Regions from separate parts of the Mus musculus genome. Here all the other regions are linked to region 1. A link is a contact called in public HiChIP or PLAC-seq and promoter capture Hi-C data. All regions are on one chromosome and are shown on one strand. Each heading gives the region's core, a stretch centred on a gene start, on an enhancer-like site or on the middle of the called end of the contact. The rest is flanking DNA. Distances are from core to core; before and after follow the strand shown. Region 1 holds the start of Dusp3 (dual specificity phosphatase 3 (vaccinia virus phosphatase VH1-related)). Region 2 holds the start of Lsm12 (LSM12 homolog). Region 3 has its middle 29 kb from the start of Gm39392.

Region 1 (3,509 bases), core at 534-3,033:
CTGGGAAAGCGAAACACTCAAAAGTGTAGTTAGTGTAACCCAGAGCAGTGCCACAGGCTCGCAATACCAGCACTTGGGAAATGGAAGCAGGCAGATGGAATTCAAAGTTATCCTTGGTTATATACTGCAAAGCCAGCCTGGGCTACATGAGACCCGACCTCAAAAAACGAAAGTATGAAGTAAAACAAACAAAACCATAAAGAAAACAAATCTTAATAGGAGACACACTGGGGAGACTGTATTTGCCCCTTTGGCGTTAGGGACCGGGCCATTTTCCCTGGCAACTGGAGAGACGCTTTTTGTGCTCTTTGCTCTCAGTGGAAACTCGCTACTGACACCATGTGGCTCACAGTGAGATGGCAGCTACCCCAGGAACAGCTGTAAAGGAACCTGTGGAGGAAGATTTACCCCCACACTAGCCCAGAGCCCACAGCCCAGGGCGCAGGCCCCCAGTGAGTGCTCAACATCTGTCAATTGCTTCTGCAACCGCTACGCCTGTATGTTCCGCGCTGGGAACTGAACTAAGGTTTTTGTGCATGCTGGGCACCTTGCCAGCCCAGGAACCTCCGCAACCCCTTGAATGTTTCTGGAATCTTTCCAGCAAATTTTTAAAAAAAAGATTTATTTACTTTAAGTATGTGAGTACACTATAGCTGTACAGATGACCCGCTCACTTAGGTCAACTCCACTCGCTCTGGCCCAAAGATTTATTATTATACATAAGTACACTATAGCTGTCTTCAGACGCACCAGAAGAGGGCGTCAGATCTCATTACGGGTGGTTGTGAGCCACCATGTGGTTGCTGGGATTTGAACCCAGGACCTTCGGAAGAGCAGTCAGTGCTCTTAACCCTCTGAGCCATCTTGCCAGCCCTCCAGCAATTCTTAGGAGTTAGATGTTGCATATTCTTTACTGAAGTGCTTGGGACAGAAATGTTTGAGACTTTACGATATAATATATATACTATATGTAGTGAGTGGATCCAAGTCTAAACATGAAATCCATTAATGCGTCACATATAAATATATCCTGAATACAGTTTTGTACAGTAATTTTTAGTGTGCCTGTGTTTTGACTGTCACAGGTCAGGTGTGAGAATTCTCCATTTATATTGTGTTTACACTCAAAAGTTACAGATTCGTAGACACTTCGGGTCTCACAAAATTATAGCTGTTCAAACTGCTTTCCTCCCTTTTAGTCGCCAGCACACAGGCTAAGGTTAAAGTAGTCCCCCAGGGTCAGATGCCAAACCTGGCGACCTATACCTTCAGCCTTTAAAAAGTTCAATGCTGATTCACATCAAACATTAAAAGAAGTGTTCCAGAATAGGGCTCTTTCCTGTAACCTTGGGTAAGGATCCATCTCCTGGGTAGGCAGGTTGTTGGTTCAGCAGTCGTGGGCTGGGAAGATGTGTTCTGACGTGTGTGTTTGGGGTGAATGAATGGATGCCCACTCTGCTGGTGTGCAGCGAGAAGGGTTCACAGCAAACCCCAGGGGTACCCATTATCCTGAAAGAGCGACTCCAGGTGTACCCAGGCGTCCCGCATTGGGTTCAGTAAATGAAGTGCCTGCGCTCCACTGCCTTAGCCAGGGTGAATGAGTACGGATGACACGGGAGTGATGGCATCTCGGCCAGGAACGTGCCCCGGGGTCCTGCGGCGCTTGGCCAGTCGCGCGTGTCCTCTGCGCTGCCTAGCGTGACCGCAGCTTCCCGCACCCAGTGGGCCCGCCTCCGGGGCGGGACGGGGCGGCTCCCGGTTGGGCAGCCCCGCCCCGCTGACCCGGCTTCTCCCCCTCGTTCGCTCCTGCCCTGGCGTGCAGCGCCCCGCCGCCGCCATGTCCAGCTCGTTCGAACTCTCGGTGCAAGATCTCAACGACCTGCTCTCGGATGGCAGCGGCTGCTACAGCCTGCCGAGCCAGCCCTGCAACGAGGTCGTCCCGAGGGTCTACGTGGGCAACGCGTGAGTCTCTGGGAGGGCCAAACCCGTAGCCGCTCCCAGCGGGCCCCGACTACTACTTGGGGGCTGGAGTGGGGTCCATGGGGGGGGGGTGGATCCTGGGCGCGGTCGCCGACCTGAGAGCAAGAGCGGGTGCTGGGGACCAGCCTGGAGTCGACGCCTACTCCCCGCGCATGAAGCGGAGGAGCTGGACTCCGCATGCCCAGAGACGCCCCCCAACCCCCAAAGTGCCTGACCTCAGCCTCTACCAGCTCTGGCTTGGGCTTGGGCGGGGTCAAGGCTACCACGTTCTCTTAACAGGTGGCAGGGCTGTCTCTTGGCCGCGCGTCATGTGACAGCTGCCTAGTTCTGCAGTGAGGTCACCGTGGAATGTCTGCCTTCGTTGCCATGGCAACGGGATGACGTTACAATCTGGGTGTGGAGCTTTTCCTGTCCGTGTCAGGAAATCCAAATACCCTAAAATACCCTAGAAGAGGAAGTAGCTGAGCCAAGGCTTTCCTGGCTTCTCCAGATAAAGTTTGACTTAGATGGAAAAAAACAAAATGATAAAGACCCGAGCCATCTGAAAATTCCTCCTAATTGCACCACTAGGAAATGTGTATATTATTGAGCTCGTATGTGTTCTTATTTTAAAAAGAAAACTTTAGTCATGTTATTAATAAGAATTTCTCAGCAGTGGGAGAGAACCAATATTAACACCAAGATAAAAGTTGGCATGATCCACATTGCAGGAAGATCCACGTTGGGTTTTCATGAATGTGAAGACCCCATTTATTAAAGTCCTAAGCTCTGTTTTTGCACACTAGGAAGCGATGGCCGGGATGGCTGAGGGGCTGTAAGGATCTTTCAATGTCTTACATGTGTGTTTCCTGTCCTGCACCTAGGACCTGCTGCCTAGCCTGCAGCAGAGCCAGAGGGGTTTCACATGATTAGTCTCAGACACTTGGGGGCAGGTTGCATGTACTGCATCGCTTATTTCCATACGGAGCACCTACTATGTGTCAAACACCATATGGTGTTCACTCTTCAGAACGGTGGTGGTCATCATGGTGCATTTGCTGACGGTTGGATTGGTGGTAGAGAGCTGAGATATATGGACGCGCTCTTCAGCATTCTGTCAACGTGGCTGTGCATTCTTGCTCCTGAGCAAGTGGCTAAACAGACTCACAGGGTCAGCCTCCAGCTCAGTCGCTGCATAGTCTTAGGGAACCTCTCCCAGTCCTCCCTACCTCAACTATCCAAGAAGCCAGGGGGCTTGGCGGTCTCAGGAGCCTGCTTGCTGGGGGACAGGTTGTTGAGTTTTATCTGCAGTAGGTTGCCTAGGCATAGTGTCAGGACTGATGGCTGCCTTGGAGAACACATCCTTTGCCCTCTATGCAAATCTGACCTTGACATGGGGGCGCTGCTCAGCTGGGAGGATCAACTGCATACCTAAAGCCAAGCCTAAAGCTTCTTCGTCCACCTGAAACTCCTGGACCAAGGGGCTTCCGGCACATCCTCTCAGGCCAGTGAGGGAGTCTGTGTGAGCTGCACTTTCCAATCTCAGGGCG
Region 2 (3,509 bases), core at 540-3,039, 200 kb before region 1:
CTCACTCTATTTTAATTAGAAGGTGTTAAGTTCTTACTGGGCCTAACATAAACTCTGTCTTCTCTTTGTATGTGTAGGGGGAAAAAAAATTCTATGTAGAGATTCCTATTTTTAGAGTTTCAGGTACGTACTTTAGAAAAGGGGAGGCGCCTTTAATCTCAGCACTTGGGAGGCAGAGGCAGGTGGATTTCTGAGTTCAAGGCCAGCCTGGTCTACAAAGTGAGTTCCAAGACAGCCAGGCAGTACAGAGAAACCCTGTCTCGAAAAAAACAAAAAAACAAAACAAAAAACAAAAAAACAAAAAAACAAAAAAAGGGAGACTAATTACAGTGTCATAAAGAAGTGAAGTCAGGGATGAGAATATATAGGTTAGCAGAGGTGCAAGGTCCTGGGTTTAATCCCAGCATTCCCTCCTTCCTGCCTGGAGAAGGAGAATTATGTATATATGACTTGTTATGGGGTCCAGAATGACACAACATTCCTCTGAAACAGACAAAAGCATGGAGAAGAATTTTTATTCCCATTATAACAATTGCACCAATGCCTCCAACACAAGGAAGTTTTTGCCTGTTGGAGCACAAGGAAACATTTTTGAACTTTGTTCAGGCTCACTCAGTGCCAGAGCTGGCCCTATGCCTCTCTGTAAACTAGAGAAAGGTCAATCCATTTCTCCGATGATTTTTATATTGTGGGGAGGGGTGGGTGAAGGATGGCAGCTGGGGCTGGGAGGTTTATAAGTGCATCTGCACAGTTCCTTTTGTAAGGTTAGTGAGTATTGTAATATCAAATGGATATCATTGGGACTGGACTTTGCCATTATTACCATTCCCTGTTCCGGACTTCCCACCTTTCCCAAGTATGTATATATGTATGTATGTATGCATGCATGTATGTATGTATGTATGTTTCTACTAGTGCTGAGATTTGAACCCTATGTCCGTAAGAATGGATATGTGCTCTGTTACTGAGCAACATTCCAGAGCTGTTCTTCCTTTTACTGAGCTTTCTGAGATCACAGGGTTACTATTATTTACTTAGATCCTATATGTCATGCATGTATGCATTACCTCACTTAAGCCTCCTTACTGCCTTAGGAGGCAAACGTTATTATCTGATAAAGACCAGTAAGTAGTACCTTTGTTACAATCAAAACCATGGCTTTGCCAGTTTTGTGACCCTGACAATTTTAAGACTTCCTTTCTTTGTCTGTAAAATGAGGATATTGATTCCTTCCTTGAGGGGATGCCAGATGCTCACTAAGTAGTACTAAGTAGTATTTAGATCCCACCGAAGAAACATAAGTTTGCTAATTTGCTTACGGTATTTGGTAAATGGCCTCAGATTCTAATTTGCTTAGCCCTACAGCTAATGTATTTTGTTCGACTACTTTATAATTGGTTATAATCATTTTGAGTGAGTCCTGGTAATTCTTGTGAGCTTCTGGTTCTTCGTATGCAAATGAGGATAATATTTTATAGAGTTCATTCATTAAACGTTTTTGTGTAAGGTGTGGGCTTCAGCGAGACTCCAGTTGCTTTCCCTTTCTCCATCTTGTCCTACGTAAATCATTTAGCCTTTATATGTATCTATTTCCTTAGCTTCCAACAGAGCTTTGCAGGAACTTGGCCGAGCAGACCGGCAGCGGCACATTTTTTACTGTATTCAAGATTCCTCTTTTATTTCCTCTTCTACCTAAGGCTCCCGCCCCACCCAGCGCCAGGCCACGCCCCTGCGCATGACGTCAGCACGCCTCGCGCGTCGCGTCGCGGCGCTTGCTGGGGGCCCGGCTTTCGCCCGCTGCTGCCGCCGCCGCCGCCGGCCGCGGCTGCTCTCCCAAGATGGCGGCACCTCCGGGCGAGTACTTCAGCGTTGGGAGCCAGGTGTCGTGCCGGACGTGCCAGGAGCAGCGGCTGCAGGGCGAGGTGGTAGCCTTCGACTACCAGTCCAAAATGCTGGCTCTAAGTATCCTTCTCTGCGTGGACCCCGAGGCCGGGCCGGCGTGTAGGTGCGGTGGTGGGGGGGCGGGGGACGGCGGCGGCAGCTAGGGCCCTCTCCCGGCCTAGGGGCGACCGGCTACCGCGGTGCCCCGGGCGCATGCGCATGGCCGTGAGATTCCCATCCCCCTCCCGCGGGCCTTTTCGGTCCACTTTGGGGACCCTTGTCTCCCACCCCTTGTGGGAGCTGGGCCCCAACTGAGGGTTGGTGGGTGGAGCGGGGCTTGACACGCGGGTGTCTTTTCGGGAGGGGACGATGTCTTAAGGGGACTCCGTGATTGAGGGGAGGGGGTCGTGGTGGGGAGAGGGCTGGAGATTGGAGCCCGGATGGAGTCGGGAGGGGTGTGTAGGGTCAGGAACTGCTAGTAGGGTAAGGGTATGGACTTTACGAGTGGACTGTCTGCTGATGAGATTTGATTCAAGAAAGGGCGGTGGTGGGATGGTGGTCTAATGGGCCTTGCCGGTTTAGAGATGGGAAGTGCGGAACAGAGTTTGTATCTGAACTGGTGGCGAATTTTGCTGGGGTGGTGTATGCTTGGTGTCACTGTGTGTGCTGACTTTGAAGGTTCTCAGGCATTTGAAAACTGCTACTTAGGAGGTGTTGGAATTAGAAGCCTGGTCTAGAGAGGACTTGCCACGTTTTTCAGGGGTTTATGTATGACAGACAGTGTGGCCTTCGGTTCAGTTCAACACATTCCATAGAAACGTCCCTCTTTTTCAAAGTACCAGTGTTAAACTGCATGGAAGAAGTGGCCCTGTTCCCTAATGGTTTATGAATTACTTCACCAACTCACTGTTGGAAAACAAAACGCTTCCTGGTTGAAATAAATGAACCTCTGCCTCCCCCTTTATTTGAGCTACAGGTGGGTTTACTAGAATTATTTTTAGAAGGTAGCCTCTGTCTTTAAAATGAAGTTTCTTATGGAAACTTCTGCTGCCTTTTAATTGTGAGTTGTTGATTTCCAGCTCAGAAAGATTTCTTCATAAACGGCATACAACAAGAACGATTTCTTTGTGTGTGTGTGTTATTTTAAAAAGAGGAGAACATACTTTGGCCTAAAACCTCTTCCTTTGGTGACTTACTTGGAAGAGTCTTTTCTTGTTTTTTTTTTTTTATGGTTTTTCGAGATAGTGTTTCTTTGTATAGCTCTGGCTATCCTGGAACTCACTTTGTAGACCAGGCTGGCCTCGAACTCAGAAATCAGCCTGCCTCTGCCTCCCGAGTGCTGGGATTAAAGGCGTGCACTGCCCGGCTGGAAGAGTCTTAAGGAAGACTTACTCTTTTTATGTGACAAACAGCAGGGTCTTAGTAAGTGGTTGGAAAATGAATGAATGGATGGATGGATGAATGAATGAATAAGGTCTCATCTTGGGTAGTTTCCATCCCAAAGGTGTATTTTTGCCTCTAAAAAAATGGGAAACTTAAAGTGTGAAAAAGAAACTGAAAAAAGAAAGAACGTGAAACCTGAATAAGTGAGAAGCACTCTTGAGACTCAGGGAGACTCTAGTGCTACC
Region 3 (3,509 bases), core at 471-2,970, 170 kb after region 1:
AAGGGACAGTGAGCAGAGTAGACGGCCTCTTTCCACATGCCCGCAGCTGGCAGGACCTGCAAGAGGAGGGAGTGAATGGACAAAGCCTTCCAGGTGCCCTCGGGAAAGCTTCACAGAGAAGGTGGCACGGGGCACCAATTGTCCCTTGTCATCCTGTGGCTTACGAAGTTAAGAGGAGAAGAGGCAAAAAAAAAAAAAAAAAAAAAAAAAGGGACTTCACTTCCTCCCCTCTCAGCGCTGTCAGCAAACATCAAGTGTCGTGGGCATCATAAAATCATAACTATCACAGGGAGCCCAGGGTAAAGGGAGAACAGACCTAGGGAACGGGCTGCTTCCCCATCCCCGAAGCCTGAAAGGCCACAGGGGCTTGTTGACACAGCTGGGGAAGAAAGGTTTTATCCTGCCTCATTAATCACTTCTGCACAGGAGCTCCAAGGCAGGGGCACCCCAGGGGCACCAGGCTAGCTCTCACAGGGCAAGGAGAGTGCGAAGGGGGGGTGGGGTGGGGTTGGGGGTCCTCGCCTCAGGCTCAGGATCCAAGGCAGCTCTGAACAGACAGGGGATCGTGGAATGAGGTTGCCCAGACCCTGGGGACCCACAAACAGGGGATTGTCCAGCCCGGATGTTCGCCCAGAGTATGCTTCTTCCTGCTTGGAGGTGAATGCTTCCAGCCCGAGCTGGTAACCCCTAACTCACGGGTCCCTAGGGGGAAATATATTTTCCTCTTTCCCATTTAGTCAAACGAGTGTCAGCTGCTTGCCATGCGGTTCCTGACCCTCCCTAAACTCTACCCAGGAGGTGGGTGGGGTGGGCTGGTGATGGAGTCCTCAGTAGGATAATCGGAAGACATCGAGGGTCAGCAAGCTTTGCTAAGAGCAACTCAAACCATATGACTTAGCTCTGAGTATAGGAGACAAGAAGAGTCAGAGGGACCATTTCCCCACCTCTCTCAGTCGGAACACAAACATGGCCTGAGCACCTACCAGGTGCCAAGGGCACAGCACAGAGCAGAGGCTAGTGCCAAGCCTCCCCGGAGCTCACGCAGAAGCTCCAGAAGAGCAAAGGATGTCTCAGAGCGGCCAGGAAGGCCAGTGCCCCTGAGCCCCGGCCTGGTTTGCAGAACTGCCTTCCTTAGTTAACACTTTCTTGGTCGGTGGCCATCCATCCTAAAGGCTCCTCCAAGATCTGAACCAAGACTCCGACGGTGGGCAGCAGTTGGAGGGCACGGGGACTCCCCTGCAGCCCCTCCCTGACTGTGCAGAGGGCAGAATCCAGGTAGATTTCTCCAGTTTCATCTTGAGCCTTTAAGAGGAGCAGATAGATGGCCACTTGGCCCCGGGATTCCCCGCGCTCCCTCCACCACTAGGGGGCGCGCTCTACTTCTCGCCTTCCAGGCTCCCTCTTGCAGTCTCTGATTCTTCACCCCTCTCCTCTCCTCCCTCCTGCCCGCTCCGCATCCCGTTTTCTCTCTCCAGCTCCCTGCCCCCCTTCTTCCTGTCTCGTATTTTCCTGCCCAGGAATCAGACCCCAGACAGTACCTAGGAAGTCTGCGGCCTTGCCTAATAGAACCGTAATAGTCCTCGGGGAGGCGTGATAATGACATCCTCCTTAAATAAAAGGACTTAATGGAGATTTCCCAAATTTGAAAACCACATTTCCACTAGCAACCTACTCAGTGAGTGCTCTGGAAAGGAACTCATGGGGAGCTGCTGTAGGGGGGAGCGGGTGAGGAGGCTCGGAGTCTGCGCAGAGCTTGCTGTTCCGCACTACTCTCCCGTGCAGGACAAAGGACCCTTCAGAGGTTACAAACCACGGAGGTGGGTCACATCAGTCTTCTCCTACCCAACCCCACCAGCTCCCAAAGAGCAAAACGCTCAGACTCAGCAAATACTGTGTAACCCAAGGTGAAGTGCTTCCCTCTAGATCCCAGTGGTCCCCGCTGAACTAGGTATAATCGCCTACACATTATGACCCTGTTGGGATTAAAAGTTAGGGCGCCAAGCTGCACGCAGAGCCTTCTTTTTTAAATTACATTTTAATTTATTCTGTGGATGGAGGGCGCATATCCCAATGAAGTTGAAGAGGTCACAGGACAGCTTGCGGAAGCCAATTCTCTGCTTCCATTATGTGGGTCCCTGGGATCAAACTCGGGTGTCAGGCTTGGCAGCAAGCACCCTTACCGAATGAGCCCAAGAACAGGCCCAAGAACCTTCTACACAAGTACTGTGTGATAGAGGCCCTTGTCATCCATCCTACAAAAGAATAGCAGACTCTTGTCTTAAAACACCAGCCTGAAGTAGTAGCTCACATGTTCCACAAGCACTATGAAGCCTGAGGCAGGAGGATTGCTGTGAATTTGAGGCCACCTGGTCTATACAGTGAATTCCAGTCTAAATAGTGAAAGCCCGTCCCATAAAAAGCAGGAAAAGAAAGGGCTGGGGGCATAGCTCAGTTGGCAGAGTGCTTACTAGCCTGAAGGAAGCCCTGGCTTTGTACCCCAGCACTGCGAAAGCATAGCAGTGCTTTCCTGTAATTCTCAAATTTGGAGGTGGAGGCCGGAGGATGCATGAGACACAGGGGGGAGAGAGAGACTGAGAGACAGAGAGACAGAGAGACAGAGAGACAGAGAGACAGAGAGACAGAGCTGATATGGAAACCGTTCCTTGAGTGCCTGAGGTTAGGGATGTTAAGGTAGAGAGCTCTGCTATCAACACGCTGTGATCTTGGGCAGAGATCTTCCCCATCTCTGGCTGCCCATCTTCTGAGGTGAAGACACGTGGGATTAGATGGTCTATTAAGGTATCTCCATTCTAAATAAAAGTTGAAACTGGAATAAAACTCTTCCTATTCCGGCCTGGCAGCTGCTAGAGAAGCAGTGTGCTTGCCAACACTGCCACCTGGTGGCGGCAACACTCCACTACAGGGGAGACTTCTGGGTCGAGTGGGCGTTCACTTCTCCTCCACCAGCTAAGTGACTCTAGGTTTTTATTGTTGTTAATTACATTATTAAATTTTTATCTTATCTTAATTATATATGTTTGCGTGTGGGTATGTGCACATACATGCAGGTGCCTGTAGAGGCTAGAGCCATCAGATGCCCTGGAGCTGGAGACGGGTAGCTATGAGCCTCCCAGTGGGAAGGAGAGAGACGGCCTAGGAATTCTATCCAAATCCTGTAGGCAGAGTCTAAAAACTGCTCTGCAAGAGTAGTATACACCCATCACTGAGCCATCTCTGCAGCCCTGTTTTTGCTTTCTTTTGGTTTTGTTTTAAACCGCTCTCTGACTGGTGTTGTAGCTCAGTGGAAGAGTGGGGACCTCGGTATGTTTGAGGCTCTGGACCCTGGATTCAACACCACCACTTCCCAAAGAAAGTGTTAACAGTTTACAGCACAGGGTGTCTATTTTTGCAAATAAAATATTATATCTTGGGCTGGTGAGATGACTCAGTGAGTAAAGGCACTTAGAGCTGAGCATGCATGAAGAACCTAAGTTCTGGCTGAGGAAGCT

The links. HiChIP or PLAC-seq counts read pairs in DNA pulled down with a chosen protein or histone mark. Capture Hi-C pulls out chosen DNA fragments and counts their contacts.
Region 2: a contact with region 1 is called in a promoter capture Hi-C map of pancreatic islet. The contact joins the promoter of Lsm12 here to the promoter of Dusp3 in region 1. A contact is called at or near these places in 3 of 39 promoter capture datasets (embryonic stem cells, erythroid cells and neural stem cells), 1 of 484 Hi-C or Micro-C datasets (embryonic stem cells), 3 of 115 datasets of contacts at active chromatin or transcription factors (bone marrow-derived macrophages, embryonic stem cells and trophoblast stem cells) and 3 of 9 other capture datasets (adipose tissue, liver and pancreatic islet).
Region 3: a contact with region 1 is called in an H3K4me3 HiChIP or PLAC-seq map of forebrain, with 2.9 times the contacts expected there. The contact joins the enhancer-like site here to the promoter of Dusp3 in region 1. A contact is called at or near these places in 11 of 39 promoter capture datasets (3T3-L1-derived adipocytes, the C10 cell line, the HPC-7 cell line and 7 more), 3 of 15 datasets of contacts at CTCF or cohesin (embryonic stem cells, large pre-B cells and pro-B cells), 111 of 484 Hi-C or Micro-C datasets (the 3T3-L1 cell line, the AML12 cell line, B cells and 56 more), 21 of 115 datasets of contacts at active chromatin or transcription factors (the 230-238 cell line, acute myeloid leukemia, bone marrow-derived macrophages and 13 more) and 3 of 9 other capture datasets (adipose tissue, embryonic tail and pancreatic islet).

What each region holds. Positions count from the first base shown.
Region 1 is chr11:101,983,065-101,986,573 of GRCm38.p6, reverse strand. Dusp3 (dual specificity phosphatase 3 (vaccinia virus phosphatase VH1-related)) reads left to right here and starts at 1,783. Exons shown (of 3, transcript NM_028207.3): 1 at 1,783-1,962. The coding sequence starts at 1,838.
Region 2 is chr11:102,183,536-102,187,044 of GRCm38.p6, reverse strand. Lsm12 (LSM12 homolog) reads left to right here and starts at 1,789. Exons shown (of 5, transcript NM_172947.3): 1 at 1,789-1,962. The coding sequence starts at 1,839.
Region 3 is chr11:101,812,837-101,816,345 of GRCm38.p6, reverse strand. No RefSeq gene overlaps it. Among named protein-coding and RNA genes, the nearest start is that of Gm39392, 29 kb to the right of the region's middle. Within about 2 kb of position 1,720, at least 48 of the 459 cell types and tissues checked have an H3K27ac peak or open chromatin away from gene starts, as enhancers often do. A contact at or near this core is called in the N1E-115 cell line, epiblasts, forebrain and 3 more, where this site is marked.